2 separate regions of the Oryctolagus cuniculus genome follow, and region 2 is linked to region 1. The links are chromatin contacts, called in public Micro-C maps. All regions are on one chromosome and are shown on one strand. Each heading gives the region's core, a stretch centred on a gene start, on an enhancer-like site or on the middle of the called end of the contact. The rest is flanking DNA. Distances are from core to core; before and after follow the strand shown.

Evidence for each region. A called contact is a pair of places that touch in the nucleus more often than the background predicts.
Region 2: a Micro-C map of ear pinna shows a contact between it and region 1, with 4 times the contacts expected there. The contact joins the enhancer-like site here to the promoter of ETV6 in region 1. A contact is called at or near these places in 2 of 6 Hi-C or Micro-C datasets (ear pinna and an unstated tissue).

What each region holds. Positions count from the first base shown.
Region 1 is chr9:109,273,839-109,280,360 of mOryCun1.1, forward strand. It overlaps ETV6 (ETS variant transcription factor 6), which reads left to right and starts at 5,033. Exons shown (of 9, transcript XM_051850772.2): 1 at 5,033-5,274.
Region 2 is chr9:109,410,581-109,416,712 of mOryCun1.1, forward strand. ETV6 (ETS variant transcription factor 6) reads left to right here. Exons shown (of 9, transcript XM_051850772.2): 3 at 4,357-4,474. Among named protein-coding and RNA genes, the nearest start is that of ETV6, 130 kb to the left of the region's middle. Within about 2 kb of position 1,266, at least 5 of the 8 cell types and tissues checked have an H3K27ac peak or open chromatin away from gene starts, as enhancers often do. A contact at or near this core is called in ear pinna, where this site is marked.

The sequences.
Region 1 (6,522 bases), core at 3,783-6,282:
TGTGGACCTTACAACATGTAGAAGTAGAAATACAAGACAACCGCATTTCAAAGGATGGGAGAGGGATCAATAGAATTATGCTGTTGATTGGGGCCAATGCTGTGGTGTGGTGGGTAAAGCCTCTGCCTGCAGTGCCGGCATCCCATATGGGCGCCAGTTCAAGCCCTGGCTGCTCCACTTCCTTTCCAGCTTTCTGTTATGGCCTGGGAAAGTAGTAGAGGATGGCCCAAGTCCTTGGGCCCCTGCGCCCACGTGGAAGACCCAGAAGAAGCTCCTGGCTCCTGGCTTTGGATCTGCACAGCTCCGGCCACTGCAGCCATCTGAGGAGTGAACCAGTGGATGGAGGACCTCTCTCTCTGTCTCTGTCTCTCTCTGCCTCTCTGTAATTCTGCCTTCAAATAAATAAATAAATCTTAAAAAAAAAAGAATTACACTGTCGATAAGCTGCTTGACACACTTCCCCTGCTGGTCAAACGTTAAAACAAGAAGCAAGATCCCCATTCCAATACAAACTTGCTGCAGGTACATTTTTCTAAACTCAAACTACATTTTCTTTTTGGAATTCCGATGCCATTGCAAAGGAAATATCCATATTAAAATCTACTTAACTGTGCACCTGAGGAGCTTCCAGCTAACCTTCAACTGAGAGAAATTAATCTGCAGTGTAATGGCATGCCAAAGGTGAGCTATGTAGGGAAAATATAGAATTCTCCTCACAGAATTCTACAAATGCCTACTAAGCATCAAACATACTCAGCTAAAATGATACTTTCATGGATTGTTATATTTGGCTGTACCTGTCTCAGTGGAAAGATATTTTCAAAAGTGAAATATGTAAAATTCCATCAAAATCAGTATTAAACACAAACATTTGGGGCCAGCGCTGTGGCACAGGGGGTTAAGCTGCCGTCTGCAGTGTTGCATTCCATATAGACGCTGGTTCAAGTCCCCCGCTGCTTCAGTTCAGATCTAGCTCCCTACTAATGGCCTGGGAAAGCAGCAGAAGATGGCTCAAGTCCTTGGGCTCCTGCACCCACGTGGGAGACCTGGATGAAGCTCCTGGCTCCTGGCTTCAGATAGGCCCAGCCCCAGTCATTTTGGTCATCCAGGGAGTGAACCAGTGGATGGAAAATCTTTGTCTCCTCTCTTTTTCTGTAACTCATAAATAAATAATAAATAAATAAATCTTTGCAGTCAACTTTAAAAAATCATTTGATTTATTTTCATTTACTTGAAAGACAGAGAGACAGAGTCATTTTTCGACCATCCATCCTCTGGTTCACTCCCCAGTGAACATCCACGGCAGTGCTAACCCAAGCTGAAGCCAGGGGCCAGGAACTCAGTTGAGGTTCCCAGGTCGGTGGTTGGGACCCAAGTACTTGAGCCACCCCGTGTTGCCTCCCAAGGTGCACATGAACAGTAAGTTAGAATCAGGAGCAGAACTGCTGCGCTAAACACCCTTCCCTGTAATCAATTTTGATGAAAGAGAGAATGCTTATGTTGAACCCACCCAAGTGAAATGTTACTTCCTCCAAAGAATTCCTTCCCTTCCTTTCCTTATTGAACCAGTGTTAAATTTGCTGTTAATATTACTTTGCATTTTGTCAATAAACTGTGGACATGTGTTTTCTTGTTAAGTATCTACCTAATGTCTTCACTTTTTTTTTTTTTTGACAGGCAGAGTTAGTAAAAGAGAGAGTCAGAGAGAAAGGTCTTTCTTTGCCATTGGTTCACATTCCAATGGCCGCTGTGGCCGGCGCGCTGCGGCCGGCACACCGCGCTGATCCAATGGCAGGAGCCAGGGTGCAGGGCCCAAGTACTTGGGCCATCCTCCACTGCACTCCCGGGCCACAGCAGAGAGCTGGCCTGGAAGAGGGGCAACTGGGACAGAATCCAGCGTCCCGACCGGGACTAGAACCAGGTGTGCCGGGGCTGCAAGGCGGAGGATTAGCCTAGTGAGCCGCAGCGCCGGCCCTGTCTTCACTTTCTGACTCTTGACTCACAAAGGCTAAAACATTTAGTCCCAGGCCCTTTGGGGAACTCCTGGTCTCAATGCAGCTTTTGGAAGAGCTGTCACTGTGTATTTGGCTTTGGAACCACAAACTGCTCTGTGAATCACTGGGAGAAGTCAGCAGGTGAGAGAAACAGAGAGTGAGAGTAAATTCAGTCCTAGATTGAAATAATTGTAAGTAACATTACTTGAGCATATACAACGTGTGGCACTCTGTTAAGGAAACCTCCCCTTTACTTCCCCAAGATGGATTTAGTTGAGAGGCCCAGTGACAGAGAGAGAGGGTGAGACAGCCATCTTCCATCTGCTGGGTGTTTTCCCAAATGGCTGCAACAGCCAGGTCTGGGCCAGGCCAAAGCCAGCAACTCCATTTGGGTCTCTCTCCCTTGGGTGGCACCATCCCAAGTACGTGGGCCATTCTCTGCTGCCTTCCCAGGCACATTAGTATTAGCAGGAAGCTGAGTCAGAAGATGAGGACCCAGGACTCAAACCCAGGCTCCTGTAAGGGATGTGGGTGCCCCTAGATGCGGCTTAACTTGCCACACCACAACTTCTGCCCTAAGGAAGCACTTTGTACAGTACTCCCTGCCTTCAGCCACAGCTTTGCTTTCCACAGTACCCTAAGGTCAACTGAGATGTGAAAATAATAAATGGAAAATTCCTGAAATAAACATTTTATAATTTTTTAAAAAGATTCACTTATTTATTTGAAAGTCAGAGTTACACAAGGAGAGAAGGAGAGGCAGAGAGAGGTCTTCCATCTTCTGGTTCACTCAATTGGCTGGAACGGCAGAAGCTGCGCTGATCCAAAGCCAGGAGCCAGGAGCTTCTTCCAGGTCTCCCACGCGAAAGCAGAGGCCCAAGGACTTGGGCCATCTTCTACTCCTTTCCCAGGCCATAGCAGAGAGCTGGAAGGTAAGTGGAGCAGCCGGGACTCGAACAGGTGCCCATATGGGATCCCGGGACTTCAGGTTGCAGCTTTACCCGCTACACAACAGCACCAGCCCCCTTATAGTTTTTAAATGACTTTATTACAGGATACTTTTACAGTTGCTTTATTTCATTAACTGTGGTTGTTCATCTCTTGTGCACCTAACTTCTAAGTTAAACTTTATTACAGATATGTTTGTATAGAAAAATAGTGAATGCCAGGTTCAGAACCGTCCAGGTCTGAGGCATCCCCTGGGGAGCAGGCAGGATTGATTACTGTTTATGTTTTCTCCTTTAATAGGAGAGTCATATTAGATAGGTACTATGTCCCCTCCCCGGGTCACAGAAGCTTGGAGATCATTTTGATAAGCAAGTGGTTTATGGGACTTCACCCAGCCCCGGGACAGCAGATCCTCTGCAAACAGGAGGAGGAGCAAGGTAGACGGAACCTTGTGAAGGGGCAGGAGCAGGTGGCCAGGTGTGGACAAGACTCGGACTTCCAGGTTACAGAGCCCCACTTCTCCTTTATGGCAACAGGTCTCTCCCCCACCCTTTCATAAATGCTAGTTCGGAGCGTGTTGATGAATGTGTGAACCAAAGTATCCACGGGGGTCTGCACGCATTTACACACAGTGTGGAAGGGTGAAGGGAAGCGGGCAGGGAACATACGGGTGTACACGCATCTACATGTTTATACTATGTATTTATATATTCGTGACATGCGACGGGGAAAACATTACAATGTGTCGCTTTCCACCGCACACCCACACCCGAAGTCCCTCGGAAGCCTCCTCGCGACGGGGTCTCCAGCCTGCCCAAGCAGCCGTCCACGACGACGACCCCAGTGCGGTGGCCCTGGGACCCGAGCCCGCCGGCTTCCCGCGGCTCCCGGACACCCGCGCCCCCGCCGCAGGCGCGCGTCCCGCCACCCGGGTAGCCGCGTCGCCTCGGTCGGTCGGCGGCGGCCGCTGTTTCTTTAAACGGGCAGTGGATTTCCACACGGGGAGGGAGAGGGGTCAGCGAGGGAATGCGGCCGCCTCGGTGCCCGGCCCGGGAAGCGCCCGCGGCGCCTCGGCGTTCTCCTCAGCCTAGCGGGGTGCGGGTGGCGGACCGGGGGAGGCGCCCCTCTCATCCCGGGGCGCCCCGCTGGCGTGGCCCCGCGTCGCGGGCCGCGGCGGCCGGGCTTTGTGTGAGGCGTCGCGCGCGGGCGCTCGGCTCCCGGCACCGGCCCGGGCGCAGCTGTAACCCGATCCCCCATTTCCTGGTGGCTTCTCTTAAAGCGGCCGCGGTCCAGAAGCAGAACAAAGGCTATTGTTGCATTTCCTCCTTCGGATTCCGCGTTCTGACCGGAATGCCCCCTCACGGATAGTTAGGCTCCTGGCCGCTGCGCTGGGTGTGTGAAGGGGAAACGGTTTTCTTTTTTTTTTTTTTTTTCTTAAAAATAAATAAATAAATAAATAAACCTTGCGCATTCATTTCCCTGCGTCTGCGGGACGGAGCCGGGGGAGGTAGGCGCGGTGGAATAAAGCCCGCTCGGGGGGCGTCTGCAGACCCCGCGTGACGCTTGCCAAGGAGGCGTCCTGCGAGCGGCCCGCGATTGCGGCGAGCAAGCGGGGCCCGCGCGGCGCGGGGCGGCCCCGGCCCGGTGCCGGGGGGCGGGGGTCCGCGCCGCGCGCCCCCGGCCGCGCCCCCGCGGCGCCCCTCCCCCGCCGGCCGCTCGGCGGCGCGATGCGGGGCTGTAACCCGAGCCCGTATTTCCTGGTGGCTCCTTTAAGAGGCAGAGCTCTGTGCTGGGAATTCACGTCAGTTTCTGCCCTGAAACTCTCAAGATCAATGAGCAAAGCGCTTTCTCAGTTCTGCCTTTCAGTTTCTCTCTTCCAGGAAGGAAAACATTCGAGGGCGCGAGCGGGGAGCGGCGGCGGGGGGCGGGGGCGCCGGCCGCGGGTGGGAGGAGAGACGCGAGGCCGGCCGGCTGCGCCCCGGGTCGCCGCGCCGCGCCCTGCAGACCCCGCGGCCGCGCTCGGCCCGGCTCCCACGCCCCCGCGCGCCCCGCGCCCCGCGCCGCTCCGCCGGCGCCCGCCCCGCCCCGCCCCGCCGCGCCGCGCCGCGCCCGCCGCCGCCGCCGCCGCCGCCGCCGCGCGCGCTCGCAAGACCCCCGGGGCGGCTGCCGAGGGGGCGAGATGCTGGAAGAAACTTCTTAAATGACCGCGTCCGGCTGGCCGAGGAGCCGTTCGGGGTTGGGGAGAGGCAAGGAAAGTGGAAAAACACTGAGAACTTGCTGCTCTCCCCCGCTGTGAGACATGTCTGAGACTCCTGCTCAGTGTAGCATTAAGGTAAAGCCCCGCTCCCCTCCCTCTCCGGGTCGCGGACCTCGCGCGGCAGCGGCCGGGGCAGGCGCGCCGGGCTCCCCGGGGCGCGAAGGGCAGGGGATGCGGCTAGGCGGCGGCGGCCGTCCCCTTAGCGTAACCTTGCTGCCGAGCCCCGGCCGGCCCCCGGCCCCGTCTCTAGCCCTTCTCTTTTTGACAATGAAATGCCCGTCACGATCGCTCAGGTGGAACCCTGGGTGCTTCCATCGCTGTAAAACACCCACTGTAATTAGTGCGCTTAAGAGGGAAAAAAAAAAAAAAAAAACCTGCCCCTATTCCTACACCCCACATGTGATTGCAATGAGATATAACTTTTCTTCCCGAGGGGTGGTCTCCTTAGGGGGGGAAAAAAAGTTCTCCGGCCCCTACTCGGGTAGGATTCTTTTTTTTTTTTTTTTAAGGATTCCCTGGGTCTGTCGGATCATAGAAGATTTTCCCCCCTCTGATTGTAATTGCAAGCGCGGTGGGAGAGTCTGTCCTGGTGTCAGCTTTTCTTGGGCATTGCACAATGAATTTTTTTTTAAAAACCAAGGTGAATCAAGTTGCTGAATAGTTATTTTATTCCAATGCATATGAAAGTTGAGCAATCCCCCAAGTAGAAAACTCCTGTGGTGCACGAGGAAAAAGCAGTGAGCGACCACGCAGAATGACCTTCCGTGACAGTGCACGACTCCCTGGCTGCGTTTTGCAGGAGAGTGGACATTAGCAAACGCGGCCCTTGGTGTCCGAGTGGTTGTGCGTGTTGTAGCTGTCAGTGCAGTGGTGCCTACCGCGGTTTGTTGCTTCTAGAAAAAGTTGTTGTAAAGTTTGCTACCGTTGGGAGGCAGGGTGAGTGGTTGGTCTCCCCCTCGCTGCTTGTCTTGTGCTCGCATTTCCCGGGGCCCGGCAGTGCCCAGGTGTAAGGCTTTTTGCTTCATTGAGGGGCTGCTCCTGCGGCTGCTGGCCTGGCCTCTGTAGTGGGTGTGTGTGGGACGGACACGCAGAAGCCATGGGCTGATCACCTGCCTTCTTCTCTGGGGAATCAGGAAGCCCTGTCCCTGTGCCTGACTTTTTCTCCCCTCTTTTCAGTTGGGTTCTGTGGAGGGGGGAAGGTGGTACTTTATGATCCTTGCTTACTCGATCTCCATGTTTAGTTTTTCGTGTTTGCTTATCAGGAGAGATTTCTAAAGTAGGGCTAGTGTGAACCCAAAAGGTAGGTTGGGTTTCTTTGTTTTT
Region 2 (6,132 bases), core at 16-2,515, 130 kb after region 1:
GAACCTTTGTATTTATAATTTCAAAATTTTTTGCGCCAGTTTATCTTTCAAGAAATTATTTACTTATTCATTTACTTATTTTTGATAGAGAGACAGAGACAGAGAGAGAATGAATTTTCATCTGTTGGTTGACTCCCCAAGATGCCCCCAACAGCCAGGATTGGGCCAGACCTAAGCCATGAGCCAGGAACAAATCGAGGTCTCCCATCAGAGTGACAGGAACCCACTCAGCGGTCACTGCTGTCTCCCAGGATCTACATTAGCAGGAAGACAGAGTTGGAGTCAGGAGCCAGAACCAAGTATTGAGACCAGGTATTCTGATATGAAATAGGGACATCTTAACTAGAGTCTTAGGTGCTAAGTGCAATGCCCACCCCTAAACCTATCTTTTAATTTCATCTTTCCAGGAACTTTTGGAGGTACCCTTGTATAGTCTGAAGTTCAACCCCGTTCCCTCTTTGTTCTTTGAGTCTGTTCTTTCCTTTTTCACAGCTTTGTGTTTATGATGAAGTAACTTGAAATGGAATATGGAAACCTTAACTCTGAATCTGGCCTTTTCCTGTCTGTGCCTCAACTTCATCAGAGCCCGTGTGTTACTCTTCAGCACAGTTATTCTGGGCTCTCACCTTGTCACCATTCTCAGTACGTCCGGGAGATTAATTTTAATCAGGCTGTGGTTTGAAATGGTGCTCCCCCCTCCCCATGTTTTACTTAAAATTCCTCACTGGGAAAGTTTGCGTGGAAAAAACCTGCCACCCTAAGATAAAAGGTGCTTTGGAAGAGACCTGCTTTGGGTGATAGAACTTGCCAGTTTGTTTTCTTGCACCGTGTACATCTGAAATCCTGCAGCCTTCTTGCCGCAAGTCTGTGTGTGTGTGTGTGCGTGTGTGTGTGTGTCTGAGGGGAAGCAGAGTAGGTGCTGTGTGCTGAGTTGCCAGGTGGGGTCACAGTGGTGGCGGTGGGGGTGGGGGCAGTGCCTGTGACTGTGGACTTGCCTTCTCTTCCTGCAAGCTGCAGGTCTTAGTTCCTCTTTGGAAGCTAAGCCTTTGGTGGCTCATGGATGTGTGGGAGGCAGCCACACAGGAAAGCGAGGAGGGCGGAAGAGGCAGCCGGGGTCGGTAGCCGTGGGGTCCGCCCGTCGTGGGGGAAGGCCTGGCTGTTTACCCCAGCGTCCAGGCAGCAGCAGACAGCCAGGGGTGTTCTCAGGACTCGGCTGCCAAAGTTTCTTGAGACCGCGCCGCTCAGAGGCATATGCTGGGCTCGCTTCTGAGGGAAATTTCCTTTTTGGGGAAGTTGCAGCAAAGGAATTTCCTGTGTGGGCAGACGGAGCTTCCTGACTTGAAGGCTTCTTGGAAGGGAAACAGTTTCATAATGAAATGACAAATTAAAGACATACCAGCCGGGTTCACTTCAAAACAGCCATTGAGAGCGCAGGCAAAGCCCTGTTATACTCCCTCACAGAACAAAAATAAATCCCATCCTGACAGGTTTCTGTGCGCCGGATTAGATCTGTCCCCCTACACCTTCCTTCCCAGCCTTCCTCATTCTCCCCCCCCCCAGCCCCCACCCCCGTTAGCTGCCACCAGCCCCATCTTTTAACAGCTCCCGGAGCAGCTGGCCACGAGGCTGGGAGTGCACTCTCGCTGCCTTTCCTTGTGGCTCTGCCCATTGCTGCCCTCCGCAGGGGCCTGATCGTTACGTTGCAGCCTCACGCTGCCAGGACTCACAGAAATGACCTCTCTCCTTCCCCTTTGGACATACAGCAAGGATTGCCAGTGTCTTCAGCAGTGTGTGCGTGGGGGTGGGTCATCCTGTAAAACCCGAGACAGTGCACGCACTGCTGTTCTGGTCACGGCAGCACGCCTGAAGCCTTGGCTTTGCTGAGGGAGTGCTGCAGGCTGTCGGGCAGGTGGTGTTCTTGGACCTGCACATCCCAGGGGGCTTCAAACAGTTCATGGACATGGAGGGAAAAGTTGTGTCTATGTTGGTGCCAAGAGTTTGTGAAATCCGTGTATGGTTTTTTAACATAAAAGGTTCTTTCCATGAACTTTTTCTCAAGACCCCTCATGTCATCTGATACAGCTTAGTCTGCTTTTTTTTTTTTTTTTTTAATTAACACAAAGAGCCTCAAGGTTTTTTGTGATGGAACAGAATAGGAAAATGAATGAATTATCTTTTGGGGCAGTATTTGAGGACAACTGCTGTTAAATCTGGCATGGGTTTATGAAGCAGAAAAGGCTGATTGGGGATCTGATGTCTAAATTCACATGCCAGCTCCAGGTACGCACAACTGGCATTGTAACCTTGAACAAATCACTTAGCATCTTGACTTTGCTTTCCTTACCTCCAAAATGGATATGGCAGTACCTTTTCCCTGTTGTTGTGAGGAAATTTGGTTGTGATTTCAAAAACTCTTGGTCAACTCCTCTAAAGCCTGTGCACACTTGTTATGAAATGATTGGGATCTTTGGGACTGAAATACAGTATTGGCCTGAGGTGGCAGAACTGTCGAATCTGTAGATCAATACCGCAAATATTTATTAGAGCTTTTCTAGGTATGCAGCCTGGCTGGGCTTGGTGGGAGAGAACAAAGAAAGTGTGAAGCCGCAAGCAACCGTGTGAAGTCGCAGAGAAAGTGTTGACTTGGTGACAGGAGGCCAGTGCTCTTTCCCGGCTGTGGCTCAATAGCTCTGTGGTGTAGGGGGAACCGTTTAACCTCCATGAACCCTAGTTGCTCTCCTGTAAAATTGGAAGAGCTCAAAGTCTGTCATTTTAATAAACTGTCCAACTTGAACATTCTGTAATCAATTTTGAGAGGCCCCTGGCTTTTGCTGTTGTTTACAGAATTGATTCTAAAGAGAAGGGAAGAAATATTCACTCTATCACAGCTTGCCTGATAAGGAAGACCGCATCATAAAGACGGGCTCTTTTCTTAATATATCTGGTATAAACGGGAAACATGGTTGCTTACCGATGTGTCAGCTGGAGCAGTTTGGGGGAATTCTGAGCAGTGCTGACATGAAAAGGACTGGGTTCCTGGGTTGAGTGTGGCAGTTTCATCAAGAGAAGCTGTCTCAGGGCTTTGGTTTACCTTCTCGACCTGTTCCATGGGACGCTCAAGATTTCTCCAAGTGGTTGTTCAATTAAGTCATTCTGTTATGGATTTCTTTGTCTAAATAGGCTTCTATGATCCAGCCCAGTGTTGACTGGTTTTGCCTGGAGATTTTATTACGTGCTGATATATGATTTGAGAACGGTTACATTTTTCCTCTCATTTCTAATTCATCTTAGTAAAGGGTTCTCTCTGATTTTTGCCTCAAAGCACACACTCTTTGATTTGAGAGAACTGCAATAGCAGAAAAATCAGATACCATGTATATGATCACAGTTTATCGGATGTATACAACTAGTGGCTGTGTACTGGTGTTTTAATGAATTGCCTCATTAATTTCATCCTCTCAACAAGTCTGGCAAGCAAGTGATAAAATCTTCACATATACAGAAACTGGGCCTTGGAAATGTTCAGTACTTTGCTCACAGCCACAGAACGGGCTGGTGATAGAGACAGAATTTGAACCCATGTCTAGCTACTTTGGAGAATCAGTACATCCTGTCTGTGTTGTTAGGAAATCAATGCTGCGAAGTGAAGTCAAATCATCCCAGGCCCCCTGAAAAGAAATATAACTAACTTCATAGTCATTATACCCTTGTAATGGCAGGAAAACAACATGCCTGAAATACGCTGAACACTGCCACTCCTGCCTCTGGGTAGAGTCTATGCTGGCTGTCCTGGGGCTGACATGGCCTAGGTCCTCAGCTCTGGCTGGACCTTGTGCTTCAGAGATCTGACCATATTCCACATAGATAGGAATGTCGCTGGCACCTGTTAAACCCTTTCCTTTGGGAAATTCCTTGGGAATATACTTTGTGGCTTCCTGGGCTTGTCCTAATGAAAATTCAGATCTTGTTCTGTTCAACAAGCATCCAGTGAAGAACCACTATACTCAGTGCTACAAATAACTGAGTCGAGAAGACAAAAACTTGGGTAATCATTCACCAAAACCAGTGTCTATTGAGGATCTGCTGTACTGGTAGAACGGTAATTATAGGAGGTAAATATCCAGAACCCACAAGGACATAGTATAACTCTCCACAGGATGTACATTTAGCCTTCATTCTGTGTTTGACTTTATGAGCTGTCCTAAGTACAAGTAAGCTCTTGGTATATGCCTGATTGTTTAAGTCCAAAGTTTTATTATTTTTCACTTACTTGATGATAGCATATTGCTTTGGAATTAATTTTTCTTCCTCATTCCCATTTTTAATCTCATTTTTTTTCTTCCCTGTCGAATGTAGACTTTCAAGACTGTTTTTCAATCAAGGCCAAAATATTTCTTCACTTCACTTTTATTTAAAGCACAGAAAACAACCAGGAGATCTGATGAGAAAAGGAGGATTCTGATGGCACCTAATTGTAAGACTCACAGGACTAAGTTCTTCTTTGACATGTGTGGCAAAAACACTACATAGGTATCACTTTGAGTTCATAGCAACGGGAGAGGTGGTTTCATTTCTCCTGTAGAGAAACTTAATCTCTCCCTTTAATCTTTCATTGGTATCCAGCAGCCAGTGGGGTCTTCTTCTTCTTTTTTTTTTTTTTTTTTGACAGGCAGAGTGGACAGTGAGAGAGAGAGAGACAGAGAGAAATGTCTTCCTTCCGTTGGTTCACCCCCCAAATGGCCGCTACGGCCAGCGTGCTGTGGCTGGCGCATTGTGCTGATCTGAAGCCAGGAGCCAGGTGCTTCCTCCTGGTCTCCCATGCGGGTGCAGGGCCCAAGGACCTGGGCCATCCTCCTCTGCCTTCCTGGGCCACAGCAAAGAGCTGGACTGAAAGAGGAGCAACCAGGACAGAATCCAGCGCCCCAACCAGGACTAGAACCCAGTGTGCTGGCGCTGCAGGCGGAGGATTAGCCTAGTGAGCTGCGGCGCCGACCTGCAAATGGGTCTTCTTAAAAAATTGCTTTCCTTCATCACTTTGTATTTCCCATTTGGGCTTAAGGTGAGGAAAAAAAGTACTATTGAACCACCGTGACCAGATCTGGTCTTTCATTTGCTCCTTTCCTCCTCTGGTGAGGAGAAGGCAGAGGAGGTGGAAGGGGTTGGTTGGTTGATTATTTTGTTTTGTTTGCAGCTAAGAAGGGAGGTGGTGGATAGTTTGCAGTCAGAAATGGAAGTGCAGTTTCCTGTTCCCCAATCCTGTGATTCCTTGGGTGTTTTCTTACCCAGACCTGGAGACTGTGTCAGGAGCAGGGTTGTAGTAGTGGAGGAATTACAGGAGTTGAAGAGGTGCTGGGGGTGGGGGATGACTGACAAGTGGGTAGAAGTCAATGTCTCTTCCTTTCAATTAAAAAAAAAAAAAAGATAGTAACAAGTGAGTTTGAGTTTCATCTTCTTCCCAGTAGTCCCTGCTCTTCAGACACAGGTGATGGTGTTATGCAAAATTCAAGTAAGCAGCAGGGAGACCTGTAGGGAAACCAGGGAGAAGCTGCCCCTTCCCTGCCTGGGCTGTGAGGTCCCCAAAGTAGAGCCCTAGGCCGTGGATGCTGGGAATTGACAGCAGCTTGTCATGTGCCTGACAGTTTCCCAGCCCCACAGAGAGGCTGAGGGACTGGAGATAGTGGCCCAGGTTCTTGGGACATGCGGAGAAAAGAAGTCCTGTGTCCTTTGTTCATTTCACACTTGCTGAATGCTGGAGTTCCCTATGCCCATCTTAAAGGAAACCAGAGAACTTTATGTCTCTGTTTGGCATAAAGATGGTGGTTCTAACCTTCCTTCCACAAATCCTGGGATTCCTAACAGGGAGGGGCAGTGTCACTATTCTCAACCTGATGACAGACTTGCTTTCTCAGACCATAGCTTCTCCCTCCTTGCCCTCATTGCCTTCTTCCAACACTTTAAGATCTAGGAGAAATGAAAAGACCTTCTCTGAGACAGACATTTGGCCTGGTGGGTATGACTCCCTTGCCCACCTAGGAGTACTTGGGTTCAGCACCCAGTTTCGCTCCTGACTCCAGCTTCCTGCTAATGCAGACCCTGGGAGACAGTAGTGATGGCTCCTAGTAGGATCCTAGT